Regions from separate parts of the Mus musculus genome. Here regions 2 and 3 are each linked to region 1. Evidence: chromatin contacts called from public HiCAR-type and promoter capture Hi-C data. All regions are on one chromosome and are shown on one strand. The core of a region is the stretch at or near the end of the contact, and the rest is flanking DNA. Distances in the headings are between cores, read along the strand shown.

Region 1 (4,611 bases), core at 1,912-4,411:
CTTTGTTACATCCCAGTCAGGCTTCTAATTTAGTTGTAGCAGAAGAGGGAAAATGGATGGACTACTTGATTGGCAGAGATAATTCCAACATGCAGAAGTGTGTGCTTGCCTACAAAATAAAGAGTCCCAACACTTTACTAGTGTTTACTTCTTAGCAATTGACTTGTGGGTGGTTTTAATTTTCTTATTTGTACATCTCTGTATCTTTCTATATCTAAAAAAAAAATAGCAATTCCTCCTGGACTTTTATTATTGCTTATGATAGGGTCTTGTGTGTATGTAGCTTAAATTGGTCTTGAAATGGATATGTACCCGGTAATGACCTTGAACTCTTTCTATTTCCCTGTCCCAGGGCTTGGGATTATAGATATGTGGCACCATGCTTGCCTGGGACTCAGACCTTCCAAAGATTAGATGCCTTTCAGTACTCTAATTTCCAAATGATCTTGAAGTATAAAATCTTATCTGACAAAGCCCTAACTCACCTCTAAAATATAAGACTTTTTAAAAATCAAATAGGATCAAAATTATATTTTTTTTTCTAGAGTCCGACCCACTTTTCAGTTTCCTATAACAAAGAGAAAAAGTTATATAGGTTCCCACCGAGACATAGCACACAGCCAAAGTCTAGGGAAATGTGTAGAAGATCAAATGAATAAACGGATGAGAGAATAACGTATTTGGCTCAGAGTTTGCCAACTACAAGTTTCTAAAAATCTAGAATAAATGTGGCAGTATTGACAGACAGTCAATTGGCAGTATTGTATTGGATAGACATCAGACCCCACACAGGTCTATTTGATTTTGTATTAACAGCTTATTAGTCAGCTTTGGCAGGTCTCAGGGGTATGGGGAGTCTAGAGAGCTCTGCAATGCCATTCTTAGAACTTTTGGCTTAAACTGAAAAAGACGTTACATCAGTGGCAATAGATGATTCTAGATAAGTCTCCACCTGGACCACTGTGAGTCAAAGTCCACCGTTGCACAGAGCATGGTGAGCATGGCAACTGATTGTCCTGAGTCTCATGGAACTAAGAACTCTTCAGGTGAAGGATGTAGAAAAATAGTTACCGAAGTAAGGAGGCAGAATGGACACCAAAGACAGCACCCTTCAGTCTACAGAAAAGCATTACCGACAAAAACAAACAAACAAACAAACAAAAACCAAAAACCAACCAACCAACCAAACAAACATTTACTTTACGCAGGTGTCATGTAAGACCTTCATTCCCTTTACCTGAAAGTCATCCCACATGCTGCAGGTACTGAGGAAGGTGCTAGTATAAGTGACTGGGCCAGGACCAGGGAACAGTGTGAGAGTGTGAAGATTTAGCATTCAATGGGATTCCTTGACAAGCCTGATAGAGCGTGAAGAAGTAGCATTCAATAGGATCGGTGTGCTTGCTTTTATACAATTCCCCCCTCCCCAAACAGGAAAGAACCCCATTCACGAACTAAATTTGGACCCATATTGTTGACAGAAAAATTTATTTAAAGGTTTGCCTTCCCTATGACTATGGTATTAGAACCATAGTCCGTTCATCCTCTGAGGGGTTTAGGACAACACTTGGCTTGGTAGATGAGAGATCTCTTTGTTTTCTTATTACTCTTTGCATTTGCCTAGGGATTTAGTGCTACCTCCTCATGGCTCTTGATCTGTCTTTGTTGTTATCACACCATCACACACAGAGGAAATACAGTTGGTGTTCTCGATCTTGGCTGTGTGCATCTCCTGCCACATAGCTGCAGGGATCCCAAGGACATCATTTATGGGCTAGGTCGCTGAATAATTTACTGTTCATACAAAGGCCAGCAATGGGTACTTTTATCTGTTGATCTCGCCAGGAGATGCCAGTGCTCAGTCAAATTGGGATTGAAGAGGCCTTACGGCAAAGACTAGAGAGTTCCCGACAGGGAAAGGAGAGCCTTAACTTGATGCTAACTAGCACTTTCACTGCATAAAAACCAAAAGCCCAAACCCCAAATAAAAGAAGAATCCAGACAGGCTATAGTGGGGTAACTAGTTATGTTAACTCAGGAACTGAAATCTCCTAAATAAACCAGTAGTCCACCTAAACCAGTAGAATCTATCCTTAAATCTCTCAGAAATTCCAAAGCTGGCACACCACATCTAAACTTTACCTGTTTCAAGTTAATAGTGCAAGAAGATCGATGCTCCAGCATGGAGAGTGTGTGGTTTATTTACATCTGTATTTGTGCTTTGATTTATTTATTTGGAGATAGAGCCAGAGCACTCTTCTGCTTTGGTTGTTTGTTAGCTGAGAGCCCTCTGAGACCAGAGGGTCAGAAAAGGAAATGAATGAATGTGATGAGCCACTCTGCCTGTTTCTTCCTGTGTGTTGTCAGCTTTTCCAGGTTGTCAGTTTTGAATAATGCAGAGTGTATATAGACACTTAATGTCATCAAGATGAGCCTAAAAACAAGAAGGGCTGGTGACACAGTGGAACACACTCCATCAGAGAGCAAGATCCTTATACCAGGGGGCATTTTGGTATCAAGTTTATTCACCTACTGTTCTTTGTTTGACTTGTTTCATTTTATGTTCCAAAAAAACCTGAAATGGAAACATGATCACCCTGTACCACTTTTATCATCCTTTGAAGTTATGCTCATTGGCTGTTAAGGACGCCACATGGTACCAAAACAGATGGGTACCTGTGCACACCATAAGCACGGAAAAGATTGATTTGCATTTTGTACAAGAAAAGGGTTATCATGTCTTTTGCATCTGGGTGTTTCTTTTCCAGGAGATAAATATGCATGTTTGATGAATATTCAAAGGAGCCATCATGACCTTAGCCTGAGTGAAGATCCCATATTCTGGAAGTTTGTAATCTCTCCTACAAACTAAAAATCTTCACTATGAGTCTCAAAGCACCTGCAGACACATCTTTGAATACATTTCACCATGTGTAGTCTCTTTGACTTTGCCTGAGCCCCATCTGGGTCCTCTCCAGGGAGGTAGAGTTCAGCAGATTCCAGATGTTTCTGGCTTTGAACTGGGAGAGTAGGTGGAGGCAAAATAAAGGAGCTTCTAGTCTTCATCGAGTTTCCATGATAAAACCACGGAAGGGTGTGGGATATGGCTCAGTTGGTAGAATGCTTGCCCAGCCTGAAACTCCAGGGTCGATTCCAGCACAGCACAACCTAGGTGTGGTGGCGCAGGCCTGTTATCCCAGTACTGGATAGGAGAATAGGAAGCTGAGGTTACTCTTTCAGATCTTATACAAAGAGTTTGAGACGCCAGGCGTTGGGAGGCAGAGGCAAGCGGATTTCTGAGATCGAGGCCAGCCTGGTCTACAAAGTGAGTTCCAGGACAGCCAGGGCTATACAGAGAAACCCTGTCTCGAAAAACAAAAACAAAACAAAACAAAACCAAAAAACCCAAAAAAGAAAAAACAAAGAGTTTTAGACTAGCTGGTTTGGGCTACTTGATTCCTTCTCTAAAGAACCAACCAACCAAACAAACAAACACAAAATTGAAGAGGCTTAGCTTTAAAGGAATGGTGAAGGTACTCACATTAGTTAAGGAATTTGGGAGAGATTTTTGGAAGGGTCCATTACAGCTTAGTATTTATCATACAGTTATATTACATTTCTTTCTATTATTACTATTTATATCCAAAAGGTTATAAATATTGATTTGGGGCCATGCTTAAAACTTTATGTTTAGAGCTGATCTTTTTGATTGCTTTATTGGTTTCAAACATAAAAATCCTAAGTTAGGTCTCTCACTCATTCAATTGTGTCCTGACTAATGTTCAGCCCCGGCATTCCATCACACACTTGGATGAATAATGCTGTCTCACTCCAGATTGAAGCAGGGGAAATTTGCAATTCCCTCAAAGGATTGGAAATGAGCCTGTTGTCAAGCTGCCAAAGTAAATTAACAAGATTTAAAATTCACCATAATATCTATCAGAAATTTAAATGACTGGTAATTAAAGCAGGCCTTGCTCTCTCATGGCGCGTGCAGCCTGATAAAACAGCTCTGGTATTTTACCTCACCACTTCTGGGTGTTTTATTATATCTACTTGAGCACCAGGTGGCTTGTTCTGTAGAGTCTTATAGTCTATTAAATTCTAAACATGGTATAGTGGTAAAACACAATAAATATTTTATGCCACGGGTGAGGCTATGATCCTCAAAGTTACTTTGTGCCCTTGGGTTCTGTAAGAATGGTATTTTCTATAAAAATATTTGCTTATCATTATAGGAAGTTTTAAGGACACAAAAGGGAGAGACTCCCCGTAACATCACTTCATGGCAGTCATCATTAGCATGTTTGTGTGTGTTTACTGGGATTTATGTATTTTTGCTACATATTCTGAAATAGTTGTCATCCTTTTCCATATGAAACCATCTAAATATCTGTAAACCACCATTTTCTAATTAAAGAAGTAACTCAGTGAGAAGATAAAAGGAACCCAGAGTCTCATGGAGCAATCACCTCTATTAAAACGTCGGCATCTGCATATTATAACCCTTCGTTGTGTGTAGATGTATGCATTTTGAAGCCAGAGTGTTATTGAGGTAGTTGTCGGAGCTTGGGACTGGTGATACACTTACTTTGCAGAACCAGGGAAGGA
Region 2 (4,179 bases), core at 1,402-3,901, 710 kb before region 1:
TTATTTTGTTTTATTAATACATACCCAGGCTAGCCTCAGACTCACCACATACCCGAGGATCACCTCTACCAACCACAGCCTCGCCCCTCACGATGACATGTCTGGCATTCCATTTTATTTCTTTCATTAAACCTATGTCTTATGATTGCTCTATGCTCATTGCTTGGTTTCTTTGCCCACTTTGTAAATTTCTTTTTTTAGCATCCCTGACTATTTAACGTGTCATGCCCAGCCCCTTACTGGCCACAGGTAAAGATTTCCTCTAGAGCTGAGCACAAGCTTTGGAATAAAACAATCCTGCCTGGAAGCAAGCACACGGTGAAGAGTCCATGACTGAGTAAATGGGCAGAGTTCTCTACGCCTTGGCTAAGTCAACCACAAGATGAAAACAGTGCCTCTCACTTTGCAGTTAGTGTCCCGAAATGAGGTGAGGCAGAGAATGGGGTTGTTCTCAGACTCAAACTTTTGTCTTCCCTCTACTCTTCCTTTTGCCCGAGTGTCAAACTTCTACCACACTTAGGTAGGCCTAGGTAGGCCAACTATGTATATGTGTTGACAGTTTCACCCTCTGCCAAATGGCTTCCTACAGGAAAATATGCCGCTGTTCTTACAGGCTTGACACAATGAACTCCAGGCTCCTGCCCACAGCTAAGGGGAATCTCTGTCAGAGGAGCTTGCCTGAGACTGGGAGAGGGCAGCAGATGGCATTTGAAGACAGAGTCTCCTAAAAGGGCTTTGACCATGATGGTGGCCTCTGCTGATGCCCAGAGGCCAAAGTCTGTTTCCTTCCTGCTGTCCTCCTGGGTTCCCTCCCTCTTTTTTTTTTTTTAATTGTTGTTGTTGTTGTCATCATTTTCAAGTCTGTTTTATAAACCATTTCAAGGATAAATGAAGGGCTGGTGAGATGGCCCAGTGCCTGAATGTATATGAATCTTGAAGACATAAACACACACACACACACTTAAGAAGAAAAGTAAAAATTTTAAAACAAAAGAACAGGTAAGCATATTATGGATTTTTTTTTAAATGTTTGCTTCATTATGTGTGTGTGCATGTGGGGGTGGCTCATGGAGGCAGAACATGGTGCTGAGTTCTCTGGAACTTGAGCTATGGGCAACTGTGAGCCGTCTGGTGTGGGGGATGGGAACTGAACCCTTGTCTTCTCAAAGAGGAGCAAGTGCTCTTAACCACTGAGCCACTTATCCAGACCCATATTGTGATTTTTTGTTTGTTTGTTTGTTTTGGTTTTTCGAGACAGGGTTTCTCTGTATAGCCCTGGGTATCCTGGAACTCACTTTGTAGACCAGGCTGGCCTCGAACTCAGAGATCCACCTGCCTCTGCCTCCCGAGTGCTAGGATTAAAGGCGTGCGCCACCACGCCCGGCCATATTGTGGTTTTAAAGGCATCATGAATCAACAAAATACCCCCATATTCTAGTGTTCTGGGAGAGCTCTGTGGAGATTTTTCCATAGAAGGTGAAATGCTATTACTGATACCAAATACAGTCTGGGTCTCCAACCTTCCACAATTTGTATAGTGAAGAGGGTGTGTGTGTGGGGGGGGGCGGGGGGCAGATTATATCTTTAGGTTCCACAGTTTAAAAGGCTAAAGGCTGCCTGAGTCTAAAAGCCAAGAGAAAGACCCCACGTAAAACAAAAGGACCCAGGAGTCACACACCACCTTGCTTGGCTTGGATTCCCCCCGTCCTTTTTAAACACAGAGAGTTGGAGCCTAAGGCATCCTGCTATCTCATTCTAATTAGCAGCCTGAGCGTATCCACGCAGACGGGGAATGAGGAGCGCATTTAGGCAGTGCTGACATGCGTGAGTCACTTAGGCGGGCTAGGCAGAGATTTATGGATCCATTAGTCGTGCAGACCTGATGTATTGTTTTATTTGTTCTCCTTAAAGAGAGATGTAAACCCCCCACCTCCCCCCCCATCTCCCCCCCCCAACTAATACTCAAAATCATTAAGCTCAAAATACCATGAATTCTTCGCAAACTTGCAAAAGCTCTATTATTTAAGTTATCCAAATTAAAACAAGCCTAAAGGCTACCTACCACCACCCATTACATTTTTCTAAGCATGAATTACGTAACCAGACTAATGTGTTTTCTTACAATCTCTCACTCCATACTCAGAAAACATCAAAAGCACCAAGAGCCACCGTAACTATGAGAGAAACTGCAGCCCAGACACAGGTGATCTACATCCAGAGGGTTTTTCTTCAAGCTTTGTAGTGACTCTTTGTCTTGAAATGGACTTTGGCAGGATCCAAAAGTCGGCAAGCATACTATGCCACACAGTGGTGAAGAGACTTGAGCTCTAGCACCTGGAGCCCAGATGGTGCTGGGAAGCTTGTAGCCCCAAGGCAACGCCTGTTAAGTGTTAAGAATGTAACATTTCCAGCTTGCAGCTAGACCACGATGCCTGGCAAGTGTTAAAATGTAACACTTCCCAATAAATTCCAGTCATTCAAAGCCAAACTCACCTGTCCTTTTGAGAAAGGCGCTCCGATAATCTCTAAGGACTTTGGCTTGGAGCTCATGCTCTCTCTGGGTTCCAGCGGCTGCTGCTGCTGCATGTGCTCGGGCTGTCCAGCTCCTCTCCACCGGCCGTAACCCTAAAAGACAGAGGGCACATCTTTTTCCCCCCTTATAATCAGGTTGGATCTGTTTATCCAACAACTGGCTCCGCCCACCGAATGGAAGAATGACAGAGTCAACAGAACCTCCCCATCAGAGGAACTACCATTCTTCCCTCTGAGCATTATTCATCCGTCCAGTTCACACCCTTTTGAAAAAGCCAGCTGGATGACATTAATCTCTCCTCAGACAATTGACAATTATGTGTGATTTCATAACCTCATGTGAAGTGCTAGGCTTCCGGCCTGGGCACCTCAGGGCAGGGTGCTCACCTTTTCCAGGATTTAAGTCCACTGGGGACTTGCAAGGTGAGGCTAAAACAGCAAGTGGGGGGGGGGGGTGAGGGGGTGGGGGGGGTGTCTCTTACTTCCCTCCTGTTGAGCATCCTGAGTCAAGGCTTCAAGTTCTGGGGAAAGTGAGACACATTTCATGTGTCACCAGGTTACACTGTCTAGGAAAGCATGGGGCTGGTTTTTGTTTTATATTGTTGTTGTTGTTATTATTATTATTATTTACAGGAAGGCATCATTTATTTCCCTGACAACCCAAAGCAGTTCTATTTTTGAAATACAGTCTCCAGGAAAATCTCATTTTTGGAATCATGATATCCCAAGATAGGGAAAGCAAACTAGCTAATATGAGTTGTCTTTGTCGTGTGCCAAGTGCTATTCTAGTTAATGTTCTTTCGCTTCCTGTTTCCTCTTTAAACTAACTTCAGACTGAGAATCATTCTTATGCTGTTTTGCCCAGGAAGAGACTGCAGCTTGGTGAGGTTGCTAGTCACATACAGGTTGCAGAAGAATCGAAACGGAGCAATGGGCATTCTGCACCCGCCGAGCTGCCGCGATTCTAATCTACACACCAGCAGAGTGTCAGCAGGGCCCCCTGAGATCTAGGGCAGATGAGAGAGGCCAGCCGGTAACACCAAGCCCGATGACCCGAGTTTGACCCGAAGAACCCATTTGGTGCAAGGAAAGAGTCAACTCCTCCAAGTTGATCTCTGACCTCCACGTGGGTGATGTGGTCCGGTCCCTGTGTAAAGCCACCCCCAACACTAAAGAAATATTTTTAAAAGTATTAATTTAGAAGAAACACAACCAAGTATTCTCCCAGTTACAAAGTTACATGATTATAATTTTAAAAAGAAAACCCACATGTCAGAAGTAAATTTCTTTAACCTTGTGAGGACAAAAAGCACCCAGAATTTTAATACCTCAAGAAAGATTCTGTTCCCTCTACCATCAGTACATAGAATCGTTCAGTACAAAATAAACATTGACTTATTGATTGAATAAATGTATTGCATTTATTGAATGAATAAATCAAGAAGCCAAAGTCCCTCAGGACCATTTTGATACCTCCTTTTCAAATATATTTTTCATCTTACTATGTTTTTCTGATATACGGTTATAGATTTTTTTAAAAAATTGATTTATGTAAGATAGAATTTTCCTATATATTTGAAGCTAGCTAGGAATTTAAGTTTTACCTGCTCCCAGATCCCAAATGTGCACCTCTACATTTTTGTTTGC
Region 3 (4,769 bases), core at 200-2,699, 700 kb after region 1:
AAATAATTCAGTATCTTAAATTAGATTTTCCTTTATCTCTTTGACTTTAAGAAGCATGCTTTACATCATGAACAATTAGCTTGAATTGATCTACATAAGGAATAACTCCTAAAGCTTCGGAGTTGGCATCTAAGAAAGAAAGACTGTACTGAATTTAAAGCCTGAGAGACAAAGTAGCAGCACCTTTTGGAGGGCGGAGCTTATGGCCAGTCTTCTCACACCAGCCTACTGGGTGAATGTCCAGAGCATCTGCATTTACCCAGAAGTCATAGCAATCAGAATAACCGTCAAAGTGAAGTTTTATCCTATATCCACAAACCTGAAATAGGTAATCAGGTAGAGTAAGTTAAAATAACAAGCAGATACATACACATATATATAGACATACACACATACAGATATACACAGAGATACATATATAGACATACACATACCAACATATGCATACAGACACACAGGCACACACAGACACACTGATACACACACACAGAAAGACTTATACAAATCACATATACAGATACACACACAAACATGCACAGACACATAGAAACCCATAGATACACATACATATACACACACAGAGATAGACATGTACACAGACACAGATATACATACATACACATATATGTTCATACACACACACACACCACAATAAATTAGCATAGGTATCACATGTGACATGTACTCAGAGAGGTTAAGGAAATGATGGCCTTGGCTGTAAGGTGCTTGTCACACAAAGGTGAGGACCCACAAGGAGCTGGAGGCTTAGTGAAGAGCTAGCACTGTGATCTCCCAATAATGAGTCATGGTAGTTACTGTCATGGAAAGGTCTCTATTAAAGGCATCCTATTAAAATTCAAGTGGCAGACCAAATTACACAAGGTGAGGCATTCTGTGGGAAAACTATGTGTGTCCTTATATATGTGTGTATCTCTTTCTAAAAAAAATGTATGGACATTTATACACATATTTACATGGATATACAATGGATATATACATATATATGTACAATTATTTATATGTAATACATTCATAATTAGAGTCTTAAAGAATATAACAAAATATTAACAATTACTTCTTCTGGGAAGTGGGAGCCAAAAAAAAAGAAGCAAAAAAAAAAAAAAAAAAGGGAATAATGTCACTCATGTTACATTTTAATTAAAGTTCATCAATATGTAGCATATACAAATTTACAGTTAAACCCACTTATCCCAGAATCTGGAGTCCTAGTGACACTGGGGAATGCATTGTCTCAGGAGGGCTGAGGGCTAATCCCACCTCCACCACCAGAGGGGTCAGAGGTCTCTTGTCTACCCTGCCTAGCAGGCAGCTGCCCCCACTCCCCCCATACAAGCTAAGCTCATTTAGAGCCTCTAGTCCCTTGTGGTCAGTACGGAGCCTCTCCTCCCCAACTCTCTTGTCCTCTGCAGTGATGTAACTTTGGTCAACAACCTCTTATAGTCTCAGCTTCCCTGCCTAAGGACCCCTCCAGGGCTTGAACCACCACGTGCACTATCTCTTACCCTGGTTACCCTCAGGCACTTTTATCATGTTCCCTCTCACCAAGACCCTGAGTCCCACCTGGTGCCTCCTCTCCGGTCTGAGGACTTAAATATCTTTTGTTTTCTCTTATTTCGTGTGTGTGTGTGTGTGTGTGTGTGTGTGTGTGTGTGTGTGTGTGTTATGTGCTCCCATAAACCTGGATCCCACAAGGTACTGCCATTCAACTCCTGCAGTAAAGGACTAACCCTAGGAAGTAAGACTTGTCCTTTCCAATTTGCTAATCGACCTTTCCCAAGCTTCCAAGCCTGTACCCAAACCTAGCCTAGTAAATGCTTCTGGGACAAATAAATTAATAAAGTTGATTTCCAACGTTCACAAATTATGTACCTATGAATTCACTTGCTTGTTGAAACTTTTCTAACCCAAAAAGTGTGAAGCCAGTGGTAACAAAGCAGGACCTAGCGAGGACCCTTCGGACTTCCTTCTGTGAATGAGCCCCCCTGTATGCTGTCTATTTAGTACCATTTTCCACACCTTCTTCCTTTCAGTTGGTGATTTCACTCATTAGCCTCTAACTTCCCAGAATGCTATGCAGAAGCAAACAGACTAGTGTTCATTTATGTGACTAGGAGCTTCATTTATGTGTGCACCGCGGAGTTGCTGATGAATGAGAGCTCAGTTTTGGGTTTTTTTGGTTTTTTTTTTTTTTTTTTTTTTTACAAAACAATAATAATAATCAAGGAGTCATCAAACAAAAACAAGTAAGTGTGTGTGCGCGCGCGCGCTCACCAAAGTACTCTTACTAGAGGAATCTAAGCCTGCATTCCCTCAAGGGGCAATGGTTTCCCATAAACTAATCTGAGCGATATAAGAATCTTGAATAAGAATAGCTGCAAGAATCAACTCCCTGCTGGTGATCCCAGCACTCACGAAACTGAGGCAGGAGGATGTGCAAGGTGGCCATATTCTATACATTAAGACTACTTCTGAAAAAAAGAAAGAAAGAAAGAAATGCAACTCTGGTGGAATGCTGGCCATCTCCAAAAGAAAGTTCCTAAGGAATCTAGCTTCCTTTCTCCTCATTCCTGCCAACCCTTTCTGCCTTGCCACCCCCCAGAGCTACTAATCTCCATTCCTTTGATAATTATTCAACACCCGGGTCTTCCCACAGGTAAGCCTGCTGTGCTCAGGACTCCGGCTTTACCCCTCCTTCCGCTCCAAGGGAGGGGCTGCTCCTCGGAGTAAAGCCCCAAACCCTCAGGTATCCAGAAGCCATCAGTTCTTTTGGCCTCTTAAGGCAGGGGAGCAGATTAAAATAAAGACACAACTGTTATTCAGTCTTGAGGTAAACAAATTCTCACACAATCTTGGTGAGATTTAAGAACTGACAAACTCAAGGACATCTAGTCAACGCTAAAACGGCCTCAGGGAGAAGAAGGAACCAGCAGCACTGACTTCCCTGTCACACAATGTCCTAAGCAATGTCCACAACATTCATTCTGCCATTCCAGGTTGGTTCTTAACAGATCTACAAGCAGAGACGAGACAAGGCAAGAAAGGCTGTGCATTCAACAACATAGTTGATGATATGGTGTGGACGCTATGCAGAGTCAGGATTCAAATTCATCCTCCTGCATCATAGAAATAGATGCAATTCAGTTGCTATCAACATGTCACTAACAGCCAATGCAACGTCTCCACTGTTGCCACCACCATATGAAGCCTGTGCCACTATGGTCTGGTCAGCTGTTCTTTTTTTCCCATTCTCTCTCCAAGGCCCCAGCGAATCTCTTGCATGAGGTCTGTTGCTGGTGTGATTTTTGTGGTATTCCTCAGCTCCGATGACTAAAATACTCTTTCACCACAAAACCCTTCCAACAAGACCCAATGGTAAATGTGTATATATGTCACAGAAGCAAGAGGCAGACTATGCATAATGTAACATTTACATGTCTGGAAGAAAAATATCTATATCTAATTTGATGTGCAGGGAAGGTATCTAGAAGCAAGCAATAACTGTAAAGGTGCTCTCTAGATTTTGGCAAGAGGCAGATGGGACAGAGATCAGTACTCTAAGACTCCGAAATTTTAACAAAGAGCAGACAGAGTTTACAATTAAAAATCTACACTTAGTAAAATAAACCTCTAAAAAAACAGGAGTTGGGGCTGGGCTTTGTAGCTTGGTAATAGACTGCTTGCTTAGCATTCTGTGACGCTCAGGGTTCCCTCTTCAGTACCACACAGAAGTAAATACAGGAGTTAAATCCCCGCCCCTACACTCTTTCTTTCACACACAAATCTCTTAAAAGCATTTATTATTTACTGAATCTTCAAACTCAATCCTGCCTGCAGATCCTTCCCTTGAACACCCAGGCCCACAGCACCAGGGCCTCACCTCCAAAAGCAGCTAACACTGCACTATTTCTCCCAAGATCCTAAGTGCAAGACAGCCACTCAGCACTGGGCACACACCACACCGTGACCTGACTCCTTTGAGGAGAAGGTTTTAAAAGATCCATAACCTTAGTTCAAAGGAAGGAGTACTACCACAGGAGGAAAAAGAAATTTTAAAAGTCTTCTCAGTAATATAATGTAAACACTGTGTGTGTGTGTGTGTGTGTGTGTGTGTGTGTCTGTTGTGTTTGCTTCCTTCTTGAAATCTTCACACACAGAGACATTGCAAAATACCAATTAAGTATTTATAGCTATATATGTGTGTGTATGTATATGTAAGCAACATATATACATTGGTTGCTTAGCACTGTGGGAAGCTCTGGGTTCCCGCTTCAGAACCATAAAGAAGTAAATAGAGGAGTTAGTTTCCACCCCAAAGTCCTTTCTTTCACAGATAAATTTCAACTATATCAGTTCCTTTTGTCAAGAAACATACAGCATGGCAAAGACTATAGTATCTCAAAGGCGTCACTTCTAACCCCAGGTGCACCACCTGGAGAGTTAATATACATAAAAAAAAATGCTAAGCATCATGCCTCACATGTTGTAAACATTCAGCCAAGGACATTTTTCCTCATCATTAAGACCCCACGGTCATCCATCATCTCTTTTTCCAAACAAATACAAGGCGGAGCTCACCTCAGCCACAGTAAGGACGCAGTACATTGCCTGGTGGTCAGGGTCCACGCCTTCTAGCTTCATGCCCACTTTGAATCCATTTTTGTTATATGGGAAGGATTGGTGCTGAAATGCAAAGCAGCAGCAGCTTTGAGAGCGAGTTAATTTTTTATGGAATAAATGTAAGTTTAAAA

Evidence for each region. Promoter capture Hi-C pulls out the DNA fragments that hold promoters and counts their contacts. HiCAR-type assays count read pairs that join an accessible place to other places.
Region 2: a contact with region 1 is called in a promoter capture Hi-C map of embryonic stem cells, with 2.3 times the contacts expected there. The contact joins the promoter of Arg1 here to the enhancer-like site in region 1. A contact is called at or near these places in 4 of 39 promoter capture datasets (the C10 cell line, embryonic stem cells, pre-B cells and 1 more), 1 of 484 Hi-C or Micro-C datasets (liver), 1 of 115 datasets of contacts at active chromatin or transcription factors (embryonic stem cells) and 1 of 9 other capture datasets (embryonic stem cells).
Region 3: a HiCAR-type map of embryonic stem cells shows a contact between it and region 1, with 7 times the contacts expected there. The contact joins two enhancer-like sites. A contact is called at or near these places in 1 of 15 datasets of contacts at CTCF or cohesin (the NIH/3T3 cell line), 2 of 484 Hi-C or Micro-C datasets (cerebral cortex and cortical neurons) and 3 of 115 datasets of contacts at active chromatin or transcription factors (all in embryonic stem cells).

The regions. Positions count from the first base shown.
Region 1 is chr10:25,629,415-25,634,025 of GRCm38.p6, forward strand. The region is part of intron 3 of Gm29571 (predicted gene 29571); the gene reads left to right. Among named protein-coding and RNA genes, the nearest start is that of Gm36908, 10 kb to the left of the region's middle. Within about 2 kb of position 3,162, at least 8 of the 459 cell types and tissues checked have an H3K27ac peak or open chromatin away from gene starts, as enhancers often do. A contact at or near this core is called in embryonic stem cells, where this site is marked.
Region 2 is chr10:24,924,819-24,928,997 of GRCm38.p6, forward strand. It overlaps Arg1 (arginase, liver), which reads right to left and starts at 2,652. Exons shown (of 8, transcript NM_007482.3): 1 at 2,494-2,652. The coding sequence starts at 2,550. Gm40616 (a long non-coding RNA gene) reads left to right here. Exons shown (of 4, transcript XR_001779741.2): 2 at 1-999; 3 at 2,144-2,955.
Region 3 is chr10:26,331,637-26,336,405 of GRCm38.p6, forward strand. L3mbtl3 (L3MBTL3 histone methyl-lysine binding protein) reads right to left here. Exons shown (of 22, transcript NM_001359254.1): 9 at 4,597-4,701; 10 at 184-319. Among named protein-coding and RNA genes, the nearest start is that of L3mbtl3, 40 kb to the right of the region's middle. Within about 2 kb of position 1,450, at least 14 of the 459 cell types and tissues checked have an H3K27ac peak or open chromatin away from gene starts, as enhancers often do. A contact at or near this core is called in embryonic stem cells, where this site is marked.